Linked DNA regions of Mus musculus: region 1 is linked to region 2. The links are chromatin contacts, called in public Hi-C maps. All regions are on one chromosome and are shown on one strand. Each heading gives the region's core, a stretch centred on a gene start, on an enhancer-like site or on the middle of the called end of the contact. The rest is flanking DNA. Distances are from core to core; before and after follow the strand shown.

The links. A called contact is a pair of places that touch in the nucleus more often than the background predicts.
Region 1: a Hi-C map of uterus shows a contact between it and region 2. The contact joins two enhancer-like sites. A contact is called at or near these places in 1 of 15 datasets of contacts at CTCF or cohesin (the NIH/3T3 cell line), 9 of 484 Hi-C or Micro-C datasets (the C2C12 cell line, epidermal suprabasal cells, muscle stem cells and 3 more) and 5 of 115 datasets of contacts at active chromatin or transcription factors (the NIH/3T3 cell line, embryonic fibroblasts, fibro-adipogenic progenitors and 2 more).

The regions. Positions count from the first base shown.
Region 1 is chr17:14,622,673-14,626,838 of GRCm38.p6, reverse strand. No RefSeq gene overlaps it. Among named protein-coding and RNA genes, the nearest start is that of Thbs2, 70 kb to the left of the region's middle. Within about 2 kb of position 2,203, at least 18 of the 459 cell types and tissues checked have an H3K27ac peak or open chromatin away from gene starts, as enhancers often do. A contact at or near this core is called in uterus, where this site is marked.
Region 2 is chr17:14,549,031-14,553,556 of GRCm38.p6, reverse strand. No RefSeq gene overlaps it. Among named protein-coding and RNA genes, the nearest start is that of Gm34916, 29 kb to the right of the region's middle. Within about 2 kb of position 1,741, at least 13 of the 459 cell types and tissues checked have an H3K27ac peak or open chromatin away from gene starts, as enhancers often do. A contact at or near this core is called in uterus, where this site is marked.

The sequences.
Region 1 (4,166 bases), core at 954-3,453, 73 kb before region 2:
AGTAACTGGACCCAGGTGTTTATTTTTATTTCCTTGCGCTGTGCGCTAAGCTTCTTTACTTTGGAATTCAGGGAAGGGATTTCCCTTATTCCTATTTCTTGGCACCACAGGGTGTAGTAGGAGAAGTTGAACAGAGAAAAAAAATGCATCTTCATTGCCTTTGTTAATGATGATTAAAATAGTGGTTAATGTGTAATTTGATTATGAATATCATAAATGTTCATTATAAAATGTACATGTCAAGATAGATACTGAACTTAATATAAAGAATATCAAAACCAAAAAAAAAAAAAAAAAGAATTATATTCTGCAGCAATGGCTGCTTTTAGTAGGCCATGGGGAGCCTCCTCAGAGCAAGAAAACCAGGAGAGGCTGAGACCTCCGTTGTGTGCAAAACCCGGGTGACTCCCAGGAACCATGTGACCACTCCCCAAATGATGTTTCTCTAAGAAGATCAAACTGGCTCCATCCTATCTCTGGTGGCCTGAGCCCAGCCTTGAGTTAGGCACCAAGACTTAGGGGCAGAAGAGCAACCGCGCTCCACTGTTCACAGCCTGATTGTTGAACCAGTATCCAACAACTTTAGACGTTTCTTGGCAGGCCGAAGCACAAGAGGACTTCCCAGTGTGGAGGACAGTCTGACACTCACTGCCAGTTGCCTTGGAGGAAACAGAGACACTGGGCTCAGAGAAGGAATAACAAATGGGTCAGTGTGACAGACATCTGAGCCTAGGAGAATCTGGAAGTCAGGGAAATGATACCTCATTTGTTATTGTTTGAGAGAACAATGTATTTCCAATATTTATAAGATAAAGAGAAAAATCGGTTTATCCAGATGAATATCCAGATGAAATAACCTTTGAACCCTTGGTTCTGTTTGTTTGTTTGTGTGTGTGTGTGTGTGTGTGTGTGTGTGTGTGTGTGTGTTTTGTTTTTTGTTTTTGTTTTTTTTTTTCGAGACAGGGTTTCTCTGTGTAGTCCTGGCTGTCCTGGAACTCACTCTGTAGACCTGGAACTCCACCTGCCTCTGCCTCCCGTGAGCTGGGATTCTAACAGGGCATTTATGAGATCACACAGTCTATGCCTGGCTGTTTGGTTCAGGGAAGTCTCAGTGTTGAAAGATGAAAAATGTATATATAGCATTTATAGTTAGTTGGAATTATTTATACTTATCTCAGTACTCAAAACCTCTGTAGAGAGGTTTTGAAGCAGATTTAGAATTCATTGGAATTAGTGGAGTCCTTGAAATGTCCCTATAAGTGGCATAGCTAATTTTTTAATGTCACCTTGCTCAACACTGCTGGGCCTCAGAGTTTCTTCTGCTATTTCCTCTGTCAGTTGTTCCTGTGAATAAGAACCATGGGACATGGCTTGCGACTTACCTCTTGGACCCAGGGATGTGGAGCTCTGCCTGAAAGCTAGCCCACAGTAGACTCACAGAATGCCCAGTCTCCTAGCATTCACAATTCCTGGATTTGTGAATCCAGGAACAACTTCTGGGAAAATGTTATGCTCCAGGAACAACTTCTGGGAAAATGTTATGACTGTCAGTATTTTATTGAAAATTTTCTTGAAGTTATTTTTGCAGTGAAACAAATACAGCCTAGAAATAATTTTATGCTGATGAAATAAATTTTTTTAAAGAAAATCTTAATTTGTATTACATTTTCAGAATGCTGAAATGCTGTAAAGCAAAATAAAGGTCAACACACACACACACACACACACGAATCCTCATTTTTGATGATCCATTACAAACAAAAATCAAAAATTTCTCACAAATCTTTCAAAAGCAAAATTAATATCCATCTTTTTAAATGTGTTTTTAATAAATTCTCCAGGGCCCTGAAAGCTACAGAAGATTCAAACAAAGTTGCTCACACTATCATTGTTTTGTATGGGAGCCAGACGGAGGAGCTCAGAGAAAGGGTGGCGGATACTTATGTTTACACAGCAACCCCACAGAAAACGCGGGTTTAGAAAAATGCTGAGCACCAGCTCCACAGTGGAAATTCTCGCTCCATGCTCCTTTATTAGGGACAACAGGAAGGATCGTTTGAATTCCATGTTTCCCATTTCCTATAAAGTTCCTTTCGTTTGTTTGTTTCTAGAGGAATGTTCCTTTTTCACCGTGCTGAGTGGGAAGAGGAGAGTGGAGCAGGAGCAGGCTCTGCTGGGATTCCGGAGCAGGTCCACAGGCTGCTTTGCAGCTTTCCGGTCTCCCTTTCTTCCAGTCAGTAATTAGACACAGCCGTGGCTTTCTGCTCTGTTCCCTCTCTCCATCCGCCACACCATTGTTTCCTCCTGGCAACATTTTAATATCTGATGAATTTATTAAAAACCTTAAAGGAGGCTGTTTCTGCTCTTTGTAGATTCTTCCAGGTACCTGCTTTTTTGGCCTGTCTAAAGAAAAACATTTTCAGCACATAACACACAGAAGCACATAAGCCAATTGTAGTGAGTCTCTTGGAGCATCTTCCTTCCTGACCTACAGTCACATGATCATTCACAGACAAGTGCTTAAGGACATGTGTCCTGTGCCAGACAGTGTGGGGACAGAGTGGTCATCAGGTAATAATAAACTGACAGTATAAAATACAGATGCCTTTTTCATCCCTCTAGAAATTTTGGTTGTTTCTCCTTCATCATTCCTAATGAATGAAAAAGTTGTCCAGTCCTTTTTGGGGTGATTTTAGTGGAAAATCTAACATGGCTGTCATTGAAGAGTCAGGGCATGACAGTTTTCAGAGGGGTGGTAAGCATCAATGCTTCTTTTAGCTGCTCACACTACCCAGCTTCTGACATGTGATCTGGCCCTATTTAGCTAGACTCTGTTCTAGTTCTTGTCAGAGTTTTAGCAGTAGGATGAAGCAGCCAAGAACTCTCTCCCTTCCAATGTGATAAATACCAGAAACCAAATGGTTAATCTGTTGACCATGTAGGGCATGTCTATGAGGAGCAGAGACCACATGAACCTAAAACATATGAAACATTAGTACAAAACAAACTTTAGCCATCCAAATTTACTATATTTGGAGAGATTAGAGCTCTCACAAAGTAACCTTCGCTCCTGCTTCCAACATAGAGATAAGTTTAGTTTCTCGACACAAATGCAACCTTAGAATCCAGGGTCCAAGAAAGCGGGAGGGAGAAGAACTGAGGCTGGGAATTGAGAAGCAATCCGCCTGCTACAGAGTCACATGACACTCTGATAGAGCAGCACCCAAGACAAAGCACAGGGACATGGGACACTTGGGCCTGTCCTTGCAGCTGGAGAGGCAGAAAACAGGATGCTGCCAGAGTGTTCTCAGAAGACAGGATGCTGGTGGCTTGTTCGGGAGAGAGAATGCTTTGGATGTTGGTCTCATTTGACAAAGTCGCACAAACAAACAACAACATCAGAGCATTGAGAAAAGTAATCAGCCAGATGTCAAGGTCAAAAAGGGACCAGGGACAGAGCCCCAGGACCTGGAGATCTTTAAGAGTCAAACCATAAAAGTAGCCCAGTCTGCAGAACCTTTGGGAATCAGAACAAGTGAAATCCGTCTTGGCTCAGCCCATCAGCACTTGAGCCTCACGCACCATGAACACCTGCAGGAACAATTGCTCCATGGTTTTGTTGTAAGACTGAGGCTCTGAGGAAGAGAGCAATGGCATCAGTCAACCCAGAGGCTGACAAGGAAAAGAGGGGCTTCTCTGTGTCCTCCTCCTTGTGTGCACCTCTCAAGTCCTACAGTCAGCAACAGCAGATATAGGCATGGCTGTCGGAACTACTGTTGCGTGAGAGCCTCTACATGTTAACTGTTATGTATTTCTTTTCTATAAATAGATTTTTAATTGAAATAGAATTACATCATCACCTTCCTTCTCTTCTGTCTCTCCATCCTCCTCCACACCCTTCTTTTTAATCCCTCTGATGTTCCTCCCTTCAAATTAGCAGATTATTTTTCTTTATTATTGTTACATATTTATATGTGTATATATGTGTGCACAAATACATATATGTATACATACACACATATATGCATACAGGTATATATATATATATATATATATATATATATATATATATACACACACACACATACATACTTCTATATTTGTACATATGTGTATAATACATATAAGCATATATGTGTATATATGTATTTGTACATATATATATA
Region 2 (4,526 bases), core at 492-2,991:
GATAGATATAAGATAAATATACAAAAATTCAGTTACAATCTCTGTGCTAGCAATGGGAATTCACAATGGAACACACAAAGGCACTTACAGTAATAGAGCAAACAGACTATGTGACAAATAGAACCCAGGCCACTGTTTAGAAGAGTCAGTGTGGGCAAGGTTCCAAGTTTCTCTGCAGAGCCAGAGCCACATCAACCAAAATCTTGGCAGGCTTTTGGTTCTGGATTTTTTTTTAAGAAGTTGAAAACTGGATCCTAAAATTCAGTTGGAAATGTAAAGCATCTAGATTGCTAAAAATGAACTTTCAGTAGGGAGAGTCACGGTGCACGGCTTCACAACTTACTGTTGGTCAGAGGCGAGGCAGTGTGCTGACTGAACATAAGCAAATAGATTGCAGAACGAGAGGCACCAGCCAGCAGGGATCTACATGTGTGGTCTATTGATTTCAGCAAAGACAGAAGGATAAGTCAGTGGAGGGGAAAATTGGATCTTTCAGCAAAAAGCACCAGAATAATTTGATTTCTTCATAATTTTATCCTTCTGTATGTTATACTGCAGGAAACTGAATTCAAAATAGATCATAGATATCACAGAAAATAAAAAGAGAGTCTAAGATTCCATTAGAAATCAGAGAGACTGGAACTGAAATTAGATAAAGATATTTAAAGTTTGAGAGCAAAGCACAATCCTTACCCTAGATGAGGTACGCGTGCTTATCAGAAGCCAATTATTGTTGAACTGCGGAATGAAAACTACAGGCTGGGAACCAGGAAGAAGGATTTGGAAAGCATATACCTACACAAAAAGGCTTCTACTTCAATTATGAAAGGATTCTCCGATTAAAGGCTACGAAAATAGGCACAAGTTTAAGATGCTCTGAGGGGCCTCTCCACATCCACGAGATAGTGGTGCCAGAAAGGCAGGCCACATCATGGATGTAGGGCTGAGTTCCAGCCTGCCTGAGTTATCAGGACCCTGCCTCCATAGAAAGAACACACCCTCCTGGCATCCAGGCCTCGAGGAGCACAAAACTGTAAAGATGCTAGAGAGGGCCTTTCCCTCCACCCCAGGTCTCTGTGGGGTCCTTGTCTTGGTAAAGAGGGATGTTTGGTTCCATTGTAAAAACTCCATTCTTTGCTTTCTGATCAATTTCTTGCTCTGTGCTCCAGGACACTGCACTCCAAGATGAGCGTGAAAACAGCCCAAAGAGGGTGTAAGGAGCCCTGAGCAGTTGATTTTCAGAGTACAGGGGTGAAAGGGCACTGCTCCAAGAGCCACAGAGAGGCCAGGGCTCATGTAAGTGGCTTCTCACTGCCAACAGAGGAGGACTAAGAAAGATTCACCGCTCACCTGAAGAGCAGTCCGGAGAGAAAACAGACATGCTTGGGACCGCCTGCAGAAGTCATAGGTAAGTTTGCTTAAATCATTTCTTTGATTATCTTTGTCTAAAAATCTTCTCTGGGAAGTACTCCAAGCAACATTTGCAGGGATCCACGGCTGGCCAGACCTCAGACTATGCAGTTGGACACGTTAATTAATCATTAGAACAAGAAAGAAAGTTTTGATTTTTTTTTTTTTTTTTTTTTTGCTTGTGTTTCATAAACGAGGAATCTGAGGGTCAGAAAACCGAAACGACTTGTCTGGGATTCAAGAGCAAGTGGAGGGTTAAATCCCCAGTCTGCTGAGGGCCAGGATGCTCACCACACCCCTCTGTAGCTAGACTTCCTGAGGCCTGGTGCAAAGAGAGCTGGAACATAGACTTGCCAGTTTGGAAGTGAGGGTAGCGCACTCTGTTTGCTTTAGCAGTAAGGAAAATGCTGAGAGGCCTTGAAGACTGTGCTGGAAGAAGGGGTAGAGGCCTGTGGCACCAGCCCCAGAGCTTCCTCAGGCCTGGCAGGCACCAGAGGAGTTCAACTGGGCTCATAAAAATCTAACTTTGTTCCATGTGTAAACTTCACCAGTATTACAAGTCACTTTCAAAATCCTTCCTGTGTCCAGACTTGATAGTCTTTTATGTATGACCCTCTGCTTTCGCATCTACCCATCGAGAGGGTTAACTCATGTTTCTTCACCTTAATTTTACTTCTCCTCTTAGGCAAGGTATGTCTATTCTCAACAGCTAGATTTTTCAAAGAAATTTGTTTATGGTCAGACGTATTTTTGGCCAAGTGTTATATTAATATTATAATCTCATAAGGAGTAAGGTTTTTTTTTCTTAAAAGCTATTTTAAAGATTTACAGACTCTCAGAAATAAAAGTCAACATTCTTTCTCATATAAAGAATCCAGTCAATATGAAATGTACATATGTAACATATTTAACATATGTAACATATGTAAACAAATTTGTATGTGGTTCTGTGTTTCTTCCCTTTGGTTTTAGGCAATGCCTGTGGAAAGGTCTGTAACTTGAAGGAAAGAGAATAAAAGGGCTAAATATGGGATAAGAAAGACACCTCATTACCTGAATGTAAGTCAGGGACAGGAGGTCTAAAATAGTATATAAAGCTAATTGTTTTTCTGTGGAGTCTTTCGGGCTCCGTGGTATATAAACACACAGAATATATATACATACACATACACATACACATACACATACACATATACATATACATATCTGACAGTGAACGTGTAAACTTGAATGTGAAGGTCCACAGCCTCAAGGGGGCTATTCTAACTGTATAGAAGTTCATGAAAATGGGCAGACTTTGGGTATGGTTAATTTCAGCCTGTGGGTTTTTTTTTTATCTCCAAGTTTTGTTTTGTTTTGTTTTGTTTATAATAAAGTTAATGTAGAAAAATATTCCATAAATTCAGTTAGATACCTATCTAGACCAAATACAGATTTTTTTGAAAGGATAAGAAGACCACACATTGCATGATTCCTTTAGTATGAAATGTCTAGACTCTGCCAGCTCATAGAGTCTCCAGTAAATGGTGGCTGCCAAGGGTTGGATGGGGTGGAAGGGATGTGGCTGGCAAAATGGACAGACTGTTCGTAGGTATGGGTTTGTTTTAGAACAAAATGTTCTAAAATTATCCTGCAGTTGCATAACACAGACTGTACTAAAAACCACTGGCTTGTATGGTATATGAATTATATTGAAATAAAACTACCAAAATATTAATTTCCCCTAAAATATAATGGCAGCTGTAATTTTAGAATTTTTTATATATCCTGGAAATTCTTTAGTGAACTCTGGTAAGAAAGTCTATGTATCACAGCTCCATAGAAATGTGAATTTATATAATTTGTGTGAATCTTCTGAATTTGCTTTCAGTTTTTACCAAGTCTTTAAAAGTTATAAATCCTGGTTCCTCAAACTACCGAAAGCTGTGTGTGAGACGCTGCTCAAGCGCAGGCACCTGAGCCTGACTCCTCAGAGCCCACATCACATCTGCATGGGACAACACCGGGCTGGGTCAGAGATGAGTGGGGCCCTATAGCTTACTGACTAGCTAATCTAGTCAAATCATAAAACTCAGGTCAATGAAGAGACCCTGTCTCAAAGAACAAGGTGGAGAGCAATAGAGATGTAGATCTCTGGCCTGCACATTCACAACACACACACATACATACTCATAATATACTCATATACATATACATACTCACACATAATTATATATACACACATACATACATACACACACTCATATACATGTACATTTATATACATACACACACCCACAAACACACACAACATACACATAGTCACACACACACATATACAAACACACACACTCACACAACACACAAACACAAGTAGCTCTATAGATTACTTTGAATTCGGGTGACATGATATTCCCTGCTTTGCTTATGTCGTCCTGGCTTTTCTTCCCTGGTGTGTGTTCATCTGACTATGAATACAGGCTTCTTTGTGCTGCTCTGTGGTGACTATCCTACTGGAAGAAGAAGCACTGAATCTATAATTGTTTTGAGTAGCAGAGACATTTGAGTATCATTGATTCTTCCCATTAGTGAACATAGAACGCTTTCTGCAGTGTGTGTGTGTGTGTGTGTGTGTGTGTGTGTGTGTGTGTGCTTCACATTCTTTAATCAGTGTTTAAAGTTTTAATTATAGAGAATTTTTACCTCTTGGTTTAGACTTCTTCCTGGGTGGGGCTTTCTGAATCTATTCTAAGTGGGATTCTTCTCTGGTTCCTTTTCTCGGATAGGTCAATATCAACAGAGAGAGAAGATTTTTTTTTTTTTGCAATTGTGTGTGTGTGTGTGTGTGTGTGTGTAAGTGTGGCTATGTGCACATGAATACAAATTCCTGAAAAGGCCTGAAGGCACCAGATTCCCCGGACCTGGAGTTACAGCTGCTGCCTGAGTGCTGGGAACTTAGCTCCTGTCCTTTGTAGTCGTACTGCGTCTTAACTGCTGAGCTAACTCCAGTCCAGAGATAAAAGGCTTTTTGTATGCTGTCTTCATGCCCTAAGGCTTGAATTTATTTTTTAAGGAAGCTTTTGTTTGGTGATATAGCCACATATTATTTTTTAAACTGATGGTTTATGGTGGTGGCA